Regions from separate parts of the Urocitellus parryii genome. Here region 2 is linked to region 1. Evidence: chromatin contacts called from public Hi-C data. All regions are on one chromosome and are shown on one strand. Each heading gives the region's core, a stretch centred on a gene start, on an enhancer-like site or on the middle of the called end of the contact. The rest is flanking DNA. Distances are from core to core; before and after follow the strand shown. Region 1 holds the start of Arhgap21 (Rho GTPase activating protein 21). Region 2 holds the start of Thnsl1 (threonine synthase like 1).

Region 1 (6,668 bases), core at 2,819-5,318:
TCCTACCTCTTGGTTATAATTATTAAATGCCTTGTAAATAAGGTGGGATTTCTGTGGCTACTCAGTTCCATGTGAAAGTGTTTTTCAAAGAAATATGAGTAGATAATATGTCTTCTTGGATATGAATCAGAAATAAAGTCCATAGTGTTTTCCTAAAACCCAAAAAATGCTTGCTCCTCTGAGGGTCAGTGATCTTAAATACTTCAGACACATAGTTTTGCAAATGCTTCATCCTGAATTATGAATTTCACTTGTGGAATTCACTGGCAAACACTTGTGCTTCTTAGAATTGCCAGCTTCTATATTCAGAGTAGAAATCATCCATAGATTATAATGGAATGAACTCAGACCAGAGGCTGGGACACTGTGGTTCTATTTCTGGCTTTGACATTTTTTCTTGATAGTGGTTCACCAAAATAATATTATTATATCATTAACAAAGTCCAAATACGTTTTGAGGATATAGTTTCCACCTTTAAAAAATCTTTCCTGTGTTGCAAGAATTACAGTGTACGAGTTGGTCTTGTAGTTATTAATATAGGGTCAGTAATTTCTAAGACTAATTCAAGGGATATGCTAAGAAGTTAGATGGTAGGAAATCACAAATTAGCCAAATGTTGAGGAAAATATCAGCCAATTAAGGTAAACAAAGGCAGAATTACCGTTAGTCCTTGCTTATCTATGATATTTGGGATAACGAAAAATGTCAAGATATTGACCATGAAACCCAAAGTTGGTTGTATCCTTTCAGTTACAGTGACCCTCCAACTTTGTTTCACCAAATCTCTCCTTGGAGCTGTTAACACGTAGCCACAGGATTTAAGTTTGGCTCCTTTTCCTTTCCCTTGCCCTCCCTCTGGTGGAGGTGTTAATGAGTGAAATGCCCAAGATGGGCAGCTGAGTAGAATTCCAAAGGTTTGCATTTTCTACCAACTACACCATCAACCTTTGGAATGGAGAATTATTGGTTGTTGATTGCCACTTCCAGATGATCTGAGGGTGCCACATCACGTGGGTCTGCTCAGAATGAATCTAAAAGAGAGTTCATATATTTATTAAGATAATATCATTGCTTATGCCTTCAGAAAAGAACAGACCTAATTTTTAAATGGGTTAATATGTTCCTAATAAATATCAATAAAATGTTATAAAGTGTAGGGTTCCTATTGGGAACATGGGACAAACGCTTGCTTCATAATAATTTAATAATTGACATTTAATAATGGCTTAGTTCTTTTATAACCAGAATAATATTGTTACATTTTTAAAGCTCCTTTGCATCTATTATCTCATTGGTGATCTCAGCCCAGCAAGATGTAGAATGTGCTGTCACACTCAGAGACCAGGACCCAGTTTCCCAAATCTTAGTTCTGTGCTTTTGTGCTTCTCCATCCAGATAGCCTAATATACATAAAATGAATATATTACAATGGTTCTTAAAAACATTTCTAAATTTTGCAACATCTTAAGCATATCTATCCCAGGGATTCGATTAAATTGGTATTTAATAGACTATGAAAATTAGTAATTACTTAGTTGAGTGTTAGCTAAAATTAAGTTGCTATTGTTATTAAAAACCATGTTAGGGGCAGTATATTGTTTTGGATAAAAGAATGGATTCTAGAGCCAGACTTGAATCCTGGCTGTGCCCCACTCATTAAGTTATACGAAAAGCTTAGTGGAATACCTAGCAGGAGGCAGTATTATCTACATGGTGATCACTGTTATTATTCGACAGTTCTAGTACTTACACAGGTAAGTAATAATTTGCCATAAGTTACATGGTAAATGATGAAGCTGGGTTATAATCTTGATTTTTATATTTTACTGCCTCTTATAGAAACGTTGCCTCTTTCTGTTATTTTCCTATAATTCCTAAAATGTGTTTTATTTCCTTTTCAAACATCTCCTTTCCTGGCCAATATTTTATTTTCTAGTACCATATTGAAAATCTTTTTCAAAGTCAACATTTAAAACAATTTCTATTACAAAAACTTCAGTTCAAATCTCCTCAGTTGTTAGGCTCTCATTTTATGCACACATGCACATTTGCATTTGTAAAGGAGCTGTTTTGTGCTTTAATCTATTTTTCCTTTCTGGACATATTCTCTATGCCTGCTAGTGTAAACTACTTGAATCCTACATTTCTATTCACTTTTTGTTAATTTACCCAACAGTATCCAACATTAGATGTGCTATGGATCAGTGAGCTGTTTAGTAAATTACCACCTGACCAGCAGGCCCTCCCTATACTTTTATTCCTTTTTTTTTTTTTTTTTTTTCATTCTTGGTTTTTGGCTGACTAGTATGCTCAGCGGCTGTCTGGAACACGCAAATTTCAAGGCCATAAAAATGATTTAGTCAATATACAGCTAAAAAACAAAAACAAGAGCTCGTCAATTTTTAATTTTAATTTTTTTTGAGTGTGAGGATTTAGTTGTTAATTGGTGCTTTCCACTCTAAGGAAGACCAAAAAACGGAGACCTAGGTATTCCTACCCCAGAGAGTGTTTTTTGTCCCCCCCCCTATCAAGAAACAGAACCGGAGGCAGTGGACGAGAAGCAGGGGAGGAGAGGTGACTGAGTCTTTAGAAGATAAGTGTATAAGAAAGAAGGAAAAGATAGAGACACCCCTTAGCTTCTTGGTTTTGTTCTTCTTTTCTCCCTGAGGATGGTGGTGGTAGCTGATCAGACACAATAGCTAGCAGTCCCCCGCTGAAGTGAGGATAGAAATGACCCTCAACAGCACCAGCAGGAGGACTGGGGAAGGGAGGAGGGCTGTATTTAGGAGGGGGAGTGGAAGGGGGTGACAAGGTGAAAAACGCCGCCTCCACATCAAGCTACTACTCCACTTCGGGGAGGCAAGGACCCAAGCCGGTGAGCCACCACCCGGGACCCCTAGGCGAGACGCGAAGGGGAGACTGAGGCGGGGCTGGGGGGGGGGGAGCAGGGGGCGGTGGCTTTACTCTTGGGGGCGGGGCAAAGGGTGGAGGGAGACCTGAGTCAGCAGCCTCTGATTGGTTCCTGTTCTCTTGTCACGTCTCCCGATTGGACAATTTGCAGCGGGAGATGTTGTGAGGCGCGGCGGGGTGGAGCAAGCCGCCCGGGGTCTAAGACCAGGCCCTGGAGTCGGGTGGGGAGGGACGGCGCGCGGCTGTGCTCTGGGTGTGGAGCCGCAGTGACCTGTAGTGCAGAGAAACACAGCCACCTTTCCTCAGTTCTGCTAGTCGCTCCGAAGCAGCTCAGCGGCTCTGTAGATATTTTTTTTAAAGGAAAGAATTGAATGAACAACGCTCCGCTGCTACCTGCTCCCTTTTTTCCCACCACCGGAAAATATTTTGCTGTCTGATGTGAGAGGACACTCCCTTATCTGGAAGTCCCACATCTCCCAGCTTCGTGCTCCTCCCGCTTCAAAAAAGGGGCCAATAATTCACCAAGACATGTCCTTCGCAGTCTGGGACCTTTGATCCCTCGGTTCCATAGATCTCGCTATATGACTGTCTCCCACTAAGCAACCCGGACACCAGCCACCAAATCTCTTTCCCAGGATAAACCCCCGCTCCTGGCCGCTCCGTTCAGCGCTCGGGAGGTCGGAGAGGGCGGGAGATTTTGTGAGCCTGGTTTTGGGGTGCTGCTGGGCGTGAGGGTTTGTGGGTCCCCAGCCGCGTTCGAAGGGGGTTGGCGAGCACCCCTCCCGCCCCGGGTTAATCCTCCTCCTGCGTCGGTTCCCTGGGACCGTATTATTCAAGACAGAAAATATTCAGTCCCAGAGCCTCCCCTGGGGAGGGGAGGGGAAGGAGGTGGAGTGGGAGGAGGTGGATCCAGGGAGGAAGAAGCGAGAAATCCGCCCCCGGGAAACAGCTCCGCGCGGCTGCGGAGCCAGGCGTTTCTGTCACTTGGCGATCGCGGGCGCCGAAGCAGGGCCCCGGCCGGGCCCGGCGAGGCGAGGGGAGAGTCCGGCGGCCGCCGCCCCGCCCCACGCCCTCCCGCGGCGGCCGAGAGCCCGGGGCCGGCCGGGGCAGGTCGCGGCGGTGCTTGGGAGCGGCCGGCCGGGGGCGGCGGCCTCGGAGCGCAGCGGCGGGCAGCGCCGGCTGGTCCTCCCGCTGGGTTCAGCTGGCGCCGGCGTGCGGAACGCGCTCTCCGGCGGTCGGCAGCGCGGTGCGGGATCCACTCGCCCCGCTTCCTCCGGTGCGTGTTTTCTTTTTCCGTTTTAGCCGGGAGGGCAGAGCGCTGGCGGGGCTGTGGAAAACCTGGTTCACAGCGGGTTCCTTCCCTTCCCGCCACCTCAAACCAGTGCCGGAGCTGGCGCGGGGCCGCAGGGAGTCTGCGGCGGGCGTCCGGAGGGGGCGGAGGGGCCGCGCCCGCGTGTGCGGAGCCTAGGAGGGCCGGCAGGAGGAGGGAAGGGCACAAAGGCCGGTGGCGGGCGCCGGGGTCCGGCCGGACGGCCGTGGAGGAGGGGCGCCTCGGGCCGCTCATGAATATTAACCGAGCCTGCGGCCTAGCGCCTCCCGGCCGGGCCCGTCGCCCAGCCCGCGTCCCCGCTCCTGCTGGCAGCCGCGCGGGGCAGCTGGGCCCGAGCGGGCGGGAAGGTGAGCCCCCGGGTTTGGATCTTTCCCCCACGCCTTCCCGCACCTTTTTCGAAGTACACATTTGGGCCACTCTTCTCGGGAGCTCGAGCTCCCCGACCCGCCTCAGGAAGGGGCGGAGGAAATAGTGGTAGGTGGGTGGTGGTTTTCTTTTTCCTTTTTTTTTTTTTTCCCCTTCCCTAGGTGGTTACAGGGGAAGGGATAGTGTCGGGTCGTAGTTGGGGGAACAGCCACGAGATAAAAGTTGCCTGGGCTGAGGCTTCGTCAGTGTAGCTCCAGAATAATGCCCTGGAGCGGGAGCGGCGCCGCGTCCCGCTCGCGGCCGCACGCCTCCTTGCCCGGCCCGGTCGTCCCCACCCAGCTTCGCCGCGGGCCAAGGAAAACAGCCGCCTCCTCGGGGACGCCGGCTCGGGCGGAGGGGCAGGGTGCGGGCGGCCAGAGTCACCCGGCGGCCGGGGCAGCCCGCCTGGAGACTCCGCCAAGCCTACGCCGGCCTTGGCCCCGGCCCCGGTCGGCTTTTTGTTTGTTTTTTGAGGAGGTGGAAGGGAGCGAGAAGGTTGTAGGAAAGTATCCCGTTTTGTCCCCGTGGGGAGAAACATCCCTGAAGTGTGTGTATCCGGGTGATGCAGAACATACCTACTGCCTCTGTTCTGCCCAGGAAATTCATTAATTAAAATGCACTTGAACAGGGAATTTTTTTTTTTTTTCTTGAAGGCTGCACAGCAGCCAGCTGTGTTTGATAAAACCCTCGGGAAATTCTGAGGTTTCTCGTTCTTCTGTGCCCCTCTTGAATTTATAAGCTTTTCCTTTAATTTTTTCCCCCCAAAATTTGATGCATGCAAAGATGAGTTCTTTTTTCACTTGTATGGTTCGTCTTCTTGGACCGAATAATCCGAGTGCCGGATACGCGAACTTGATGTCGACATGTGGCAAGGCTAAAGATCGGTGTCTGGAGAAAGTTCATGCCCTTTTAACTTCTCCCTGTTGTAGGAAGGACCTCTTCAGGAGCAGACGCTGGAGCGACCCACTGGGCTTCCTTTTGGCCCCCGGAGTTAGCATTGCTTAGAAGGGACCGCTTTCTGCAGTTGGCCTGGACATTGACTGTTAAGGAGATCTGTCTCCTTTGTTTTTTTTAAGTCTCAAGAAATGGAAGAAGACGGTGGAGTCAGTTGAAGCCAGCATTGGAAGCTTCCTGAAAAACCTTCATTCCCTGGCACGTTGTTTCACTAGCCCTGCATCTTCTCTCCCAGTCTGGTGTGAAATTCTTGCCCTTTTGACTTGTGGTGGCATTCCCCACCCAACCCCCAATGTGGACTCCAAAGGATTTGCCCTTTCTTTGCAATTTGAAATGAAATGATGGCCACACGTCGGACTGGTCTGCCTGAAGGAGATGGTGACAAGCTCAAAGCCTGCCGGGTCCCAGCCTGTGAGGTAAGCCAAGGAGGCCATGCCATTGGTGGCTGTTCTACAAGTAGGGAGTTCAGCTGTTACTGGGACTTTGAGCTGGTTGGTGAGAGTGACCTAGTTGACCAGGAGCAAGGTGAATCCTTGCCCACTCTTACTTCTCAGGGCTTCCAGTGATTCTTTTGCAAATATTGTCCTTGTCTTTGACTTGTCACCATCTTGGTCACCCCTTCAGAATGTGGAGCCCTCCCATTCTGGTGACTGTGAATACTGTAAGCCTGAGAAAAGTACGTCTCAGTCCCCTTTTTCCTTCAGCTCCCAACCTCCAGTATTTTTCATGTTGAGCTGGTTGGGTTTGGTTGTGTGTGCATTTGGTGTATATGTGTGTGCAGGGTTTGCCCTCCCTGGTGGAGAGGGTAGGTGGTGCCACTTGGAACTACTGGAGAAGGTCCTGGCTGCTGTTGATGCAGATCTCTGCTTTGGGTAGGAAAAAAATTTTTTTTCCCATGGACATTTTAGGCCCAGCCTTGGAAAACACCTTGTAGTGTTGTAATTCCAACTCCCTGAAAAATCTCCTGCCTTGACTGTTATTTTATTTATGCCCTTCCTTTCACTGCTCAGAAGGTCTGTGAGCTGCCCTGGGGTGTCAGGTGTCTTGCATTACTGTTTGAACTAGCAT
Region 2 (6,834 bases), core at 3,455-5,954, 220 kb before region 1:
AAAGAACATATTTGCTTATAAAATGCTTACGTAATTTTCTAAACTACAGACAAATGTATGACATTTTCTTTCCTGTGTGCTTTTTACATGCATATTAAGAAAAATACCTACATATTATTCATATGAAGGCCTTAAAAAAGCCAAAGTGAAAGGTATAATATGCAAATAGCTAAGAAAAAGTAATAATCATCATAAAGTCAAAGGTTATGTCTATAACCTTATCTATATGGGCCCATTGCTTTTATTTCTATTCCTATAACATCATTAGTGGCAAGACTTAACTCAAATTTCAGACTCCAGAGAAGACAGCCAAGAAATTCAGGGAGGTTTCCAATGATGAAAGGAAAAAAATTTCTGGCCTCTAAAGATCCTCTACAATTCTCCATACTGATCAAGTTCCTGTCTTTGGAAATATACTCAGTGGTGAATAGGCTAGATAAGTCAATTTTTTTTGTCATGCAAAATGCAATTTAATAATTATTGCAATAGTCACTCAAATTGAAGTAACTTTATAGTGAGGGCTTTTCACATGTTCTCTAATTATAACTAATATGTGACTAAGTCACGCCAAATATTAAAGGGTATGTTTAAATATGTTCTGAAAACTTTTAATCATGTACTACTGATTAAGCTAAATTGGTGATTTAATGTTTAAACAATTTAAGCTAATTTTGAATTTAACTTACAAGTAAAAACTGTCAAAAGAAAGAATTCATTCCCTTATTTGATTTTTCAGCTTGTGTGTTTAGGGCTTGACTCCACTGACTGATTGGGATACACAGGAACCAATCTTAGACGACGAGTTTGTTGATTCTGGAGCAAAGGTGATTTCTGCAAAAAAAATGAAATCTATAAGAGAAAAAATTTCAAGTTAAACATAACTGCATTCAGTATCATAAAATTCTACAACTATTTTGCTATGCGGAGTCTGATCCTTTCCCTTGAATAATCCAAGGACCAGAGAGAACTGTACACTTTAGTACTACATGCTATAAGGGCACTGTGTTAAACAGCCTGATTAACCTCCCATTCAAGAAGTTTCTGCTTAAAACATTACAGAGTGTCTGCCTTTGTGTTTGCAATTCATAACTTTCTTTTTGATCTCTGTATCAGGAATTATTGTGCATTACCTGAGTAACTTGAATCTTTTATCTTCCACTTTATGCTGGTTGCTACAATGCTTAACATCAACTTCATTATGAGAAGATTATAAGGCAAACATTACATGTGTTAACTTTACCTTTTGCAATCTGCCTTTTTCTTACTTCCCCTATACCCTCTCATTTTTAATTTTATCTCATTTCTTTTTTTCAAAAGAGTCTGGGGGAGCAAAATGGATATGAATTAAAGAGAGAAAATGATTACAGTTCAATTTATAAATTCTGTATCAATATTCTTTTACTACAAATCTTCCTTAGATTAGCTGAAGGCAGTTAAGTGCTACAACATAGGACAAACATTACCATTTCTAAAGAAAAATAAAGATGAATTGTATTTTAAGTTACACACCAAATTTGATTTTGTAACATCTAGCCATAAATTAATTTTAGAACCTTTATACTCAAGTCTATTTTAAGCTAACCAAGACAAAAGAATATGGAATAATGCCCCCACATTTAACATTCTGTAAACTGGATTTTTACTTAAGAGGTAATACTATTGATTCTCATTATCCATGGTAATTATGTCCAATAAAGTCTTTACTGTTGTGGACTACTGAACCATTATTCCCAGAGGAAATACAGGGTTAGGTTCCTGTGAGCCTCTGGGTACAAGATTCTTGCTAACCCATTAACATGTAACCTTTATGTGTTTCCATTTAAAGACATTTATACTGTTCATCTCTTACTGTGAACTCAGTCAATAGCTCTGTAACTCAAGCCTGAATGAAGCTAATCACACAAAACTGTTTTCTCTGTAAGGCACATCACAACAGCCTTCTTGCACCTAGGAACACTACACAGCACTTCAGCTTAGGGACCATTTAATCAGCAAAGTCACTCACTAACACACAAAAACGTGGAAAATGTGGCACTAAATAGAATGTGAAAAAGATATTTGTTTTTAACACAAGAACTAAAACAAGAAGGCAGCATCACCTTTTTTGACCTCAGCTAGGAACACGCATGTGACACTACTCAAAATTTTCACTGCTTTGCATTTGTCCAGGAATGTCTATAAAAGTGGTACTCAAGTGTGGATGTGGCAGTTACAAATATATTTCAGCTAGCAGATCAAAAATACAGAATTTGTGAAGTGAGGATCAACAGTAGATCATTTTTCTTTTATTCAAAATGATTTTATTAAATCTTTTCACTTATTAATATTTTAATATGTTCTTCATTATAGTGATCATGAATAAGCAATTTTTCTTCAAAGGGCAAAACTACCTGAACTGAAATGGAAGGCAATCATATAAGAGTCAAAATCAAAAACTAGTGAAAAGCAAATATCTTAGCTATTCAGAAGGCTGAAGCAGGAGTATCACAAACTCAAGGCCAGCTTGGGAACTAAGTAAGACCCTAAGTTTATTTTAATAAAATCAAAAGGACTGGGGATGTAGCTCAGTGGTAGTATTTGCCTAGCATGTATTGAGACCATGGGTTCAAACCTCAGTATTGCAAAATACAAAACAAAACAAATACTTTGGACATCAATAATCAGGTTTCACTGTATTGTTAATTCTGAATATTTTTTGGTCAAGCAAGTGCTCCACAAAAATACTTTACATTCCTTATTCCACAGATTTCCACACAACTCCATTACATATTAGTTTTTTTTTTCTTTTCTTTTTTTAGTGCCAGGGATCCAACCCAGGGCCTCATAGATGGTAGGCAAGATATCTACCACTGAGCTACAAACCTAGCTCCTCAAGTAAGCAATTTTTAAATGAGTTTCTCTATTAATCACATTTTATGGCGGAACTTTTTTGAACCACTAATTCCAGTGGATCCTTCATAAATATGAAAGACATTTTATATTCAAAACAAAAAGGGTGTGTCAGCATGATAGCTTTAAGAAATAAATCCAGAATATCCATCTGTACATATGAATTCAAGTACTGTATGACCTCAGGCACAAGATATAACAATTTTACTGTCAAAAGCTGACCAAAATTAAAGATTTCAAAAGGAAAAATTATAGAAAACACTAAAATTTTTCCTATGAATGCTAATATGCTTACGTATTTAAACAAGTACATACTAGTTTTCAGCAACCTTTTAACAGTATCTTAAGTTTACCATTATATGTTAATCAACTAAAATTATATTCTAACGTATCAATTTGTACTTCCAAATCATAAAAATTTTTTAATTTACTATAGAATTATCTAGTTTTCAAATCTGTGGACTCTTAAAACCCTGTTTAACCAAAACTATGTATTATTTGCTATAAATTTAAAAGATTTGCTTGCTATTATATGCCTTTCCAAAACACAAGACAGACCACTTCAAAAATTATTTCACGAGAACTGGCTGTAATCCAAGGATCTTCTAAAAGAAAGTCTATGCCATGAGTATGCTCATCATTCTAAATTAATATTAATACAATTTCTTTTTAAAATTTCTCAGAAAAGTGACTCTCTAGATCTAGCTCATTATCTTATAAAGAAGAGTGTTCTGATGTTTTCAAAAATTCTTTAAATTTACTGCACTTTTATGGCAACTGTAAGATGGAAATGTACTAGGGATATACCAGCCAAGGGGAAGAAAAGGTCTGCTGTTTCTGACTACGGACCCCAAAACCTAAGAGGCCTTCAGTTAGTCCCCTACCTCCCAGGAAACAGACAAGGAGAGCTGGTGGAAGGAGCACATAGTGTAAGGCCACAGTGTAATCACAAAGATCTTACAGCCATTTTACAAGTTCATCACTTATCTTTGTTTTTAAATTGCTATCAAATCCGACTAAGCTTTTCCTGTTGTTAGATTGTTAGTCCTGTTGTTAATGGTTCATACCAAATAGCCTCAAGTATTTGATTGAAAAGATTTTCAAGTACTCTTTCAATACTATAAAAATGTTACTTTTATGAAGGGCTTATTTTCCTTTCAAACTGTCTTATTTATATCACTATCGATAGCCATTTTTATTTAAATATATTAAAATAATCATTAGCAAAAATCGCCTAATTTGCTAATGTACAGTATAGTACAATTTACACTAGATATCTGCACAAACACTTAATCTAGCCCATCACTGTTTTTGTAAATTGCTTCACTGAAATACAACTTTGATCGCTGGTCCAGGCGACGCTGCTCAAGCACAGGTCTGCAGAAAGCAACAGGAGAGGGAAGGGCCCGCCCAGAGGGTAACGGGGGCGGAGAGCTCACCAGGCAGCGCAGGAAAGAGCAGAGGGCCAAGGGGGAGGGTAAGGGCGCCACAGGTGGAAGGAGCAGGTGGGCGCGGGAGGGCGGGCGTGCACTTGCTCAGGTGGTGGGTAGGGTTCGCAGGGAGGGAGGGGTCTGAGAAGCCTCAGACGGAAACAGCAGGTAGAATAGCGCAAAGATTACAATTGAGTAGCGGAAAGAAGGAACGATGGGAGAAACGCATGCGATGGAAACAGATTGGTCTCTAGTTTTCCTTTCTTTCTCCTCCAGTAACTCACCAAGAAAACCACACTGACAAGACGGGGAAAAGGAAAGGAAATGGAAAGAGTCCATAAACCGCCAGTACCGCCTCAGTAGACAGCCCCGTAACCCCGGCTCTCAGCAGGCCCGCCCCGCCCCGCGCTGCGGCCTCAGCGCCTGCGCCGACCTACGCGGCCACGCCCCACGCCCCACGCCCCACGCCCGAGCTCCGAGCAGGGGGCACGTGACTCTCTCCCGCGCTCCGCCCTCCAAGATCCTGGGCTCCTCCCGCCCTCAAGTCCGGCTCGCCACGTGGGCCTGTGCGTCAGCTCGGCCTTAGAAGCTTTCCTAGCCCCGGCCAGGATTGGGGCCTGCGCACTAGAGCTTTAATGTTTGACGCTTGCGCACCGCTGGGTTTCGGCTGTAGTAGAATTTTTTTCTCCAAACGTAAAAAGTGAGAAAAAAAACAAAATGTTCTAGAGGACACTGTTTTCATCCCTTTTTTCCCAAAGGCACAGGGGCTTCCATATGAATTTGTCAGACAGGAAAAAAGCCTTGCAGAAAGACAAGAGGAAACCTGGTTTGCAATGCGGCCTTCCATCTCCCCGTCGCCTAGTAACTGTTTCCACAGCAACCGCAAGGCCAACAACGCTAAGCATTCCTGGGAGGAATAGACAGGGTATTTTCTTCTCCAGAGAGAACTGCTAAGAAGGGGTCAAAGGGAGGATTATGTGAAAGAGAAACCTGAGTTCCTTGAGAAAGCAAGGAAGCAAGAAAAAGAAAGGGGAAGCTGTGAAGAAAGAGACTGAGTTACCGGTATAGTGAGAAAAAAGTTGAGAACAGTAGTGAAGAAGTCATTTGGTGATGATGGATTCATCGTGCTTTACTGAGAGCATTTATAACCTCATACCCAGTGACTTGAAGGAGCCGCCTCAGCCTCCTAGGTATGTGGGTAAGCAAAGGTTGTAAACAAGAATAAGAAATAATGATTCCATGTCCAGATTAACTAAGTATACATAATACAGGACTTTCTTTTTTCTTTCTTTTTTCTTAACCAATACCAATATGATTTTATTGGAATATTTATGGACTCTTAAAAATAAAATATATTTTTGTCTCAATGAAGTAACCTTGGATGACGACTTCTTAGAGGTCGAAAAATCTAGGTGTTTAGCTTTTCACAATTCAGATGACAGTCCCGTGCTATAAGATGGTAATTTTATTATGTTACACTTAGCCTCCTATTAATACATTATGTCATTTTTGTAACTTATCTAATTATATGTGATGTGTTATACAAAATAGCATAATATGTCATGATGTTATTCAAAAGAAAAAAATCAGTTTTATTATTCTGTATAAGGACATTTGATGTTTGATTTCAGGAGCCAAGTGTTGTATTTCTAACTGCACTACTACTCCCTCTCTAAAGGCAGAATATTTTTCCCCAAGATTATTGTAAAATAAAAATTCCCATTTGTTTCTGAGCCTCGGTCTTTTGATTGGCTAAACAAAGTAGATAGAATATATTTTAAGGTCTTTTTTTCAGGTTTAATGGAATAGTGGAGTGAATAATGGTTGGCTAGCAACCCAAAAATATGTAATTTGGTTAAAATTTTAACAAAATTGTTAGTACCCACTAATTTCACCCAAATCTCACAAAGGGAACCACAAATAAACAGTCCAGTTATTTGCCTGTGTAAGTACTTCTTAGAACTTAATTAAATCTGTGGGGAGAAAAGTTAACTGGTAGAGAAAATCTTTTTCCTCATAGGTCTTGAAATATATCCTTTCATTTATCTTTATCCTGTTCCTATATATGTCAATATTACCTTTAAAAGAGCACTAGGCTAAAAAAAATATACTCTAAAACTAAATTTTTATTTGTTTTTCAATCTGGAAAACAAGTGGATTAGATAGTCTCAAAGGTCTCTTTTGAGTATGACGTCAATAATTTTTACTTATCATTTACTTGGGGTGTGTAGCAAAACAAATGGGCAAGTCATTCAGTTTTAAACCTGAGCATCTGGTTTTAATTGGAGCAATACCTGTATTGTATTTCCATTAGTTTCTTAAAATCTAGTAGAAATTGAAAAGAGGAGTGTAAACTAAACTAGGATACAGTTTTCAGAGTTTATGAAAGAAAGTTCAAATCATGTACTGTTGACCCAACTTTTGGTCCAAAATTCCTGTATACTATACAAGATAAAGTTCCTCCTCTCTGTAACACCTTGGTAGGTTGTACTTTCTATAGAATACTAAATTTGAA

Evidence for each region. Hi-C and Micro-C count contacts between places; a contact is called where the count stands out from the background.
Region 2: a contact with region 1 is called in a Hi-C map of liver, with 2.6 times the contacts expected there. The contact joins the promoter of Thnsl1 here to the promoter of Arhgap21 in region 1. A contact is called at or near these places in 2 of 2 Hi-C or Micro-C datasets (liver and muscle).

The regions. Positions count from the first base shown.
Region 1 is chr9:66,100,525-66,107,192 of mUroPar1.hap1, reverse strand. It overlaps Arhgap21 (Rho GTPase activating protein 21), which reads left to right and starts at 4,068. Exons shown (of 25, transcript XM_077803031.1): 1 at 4,068-4,187; 2 at 5,576-6,016. The coding sequence starts at 5,939.
Region 2 is chr9:66,318,256-66,325,089 of mUroPar1.hap1, reverse strand. It overlaps Thnsl1 (threonine synthase like 1), which reads right to left and starts at 4,704. Exons shown (of 3, transcript XM_026401202.2): 1 at 4,604-4,704; 2 at 687-831. Enkur (enkurin, TRPC channel interacting protein) reads left to right here and starts at 5,433. Exons shown (of 5, transcript XM_026401206.2): 1 at 5,433-5,509. The coding sequence starts at 5,433.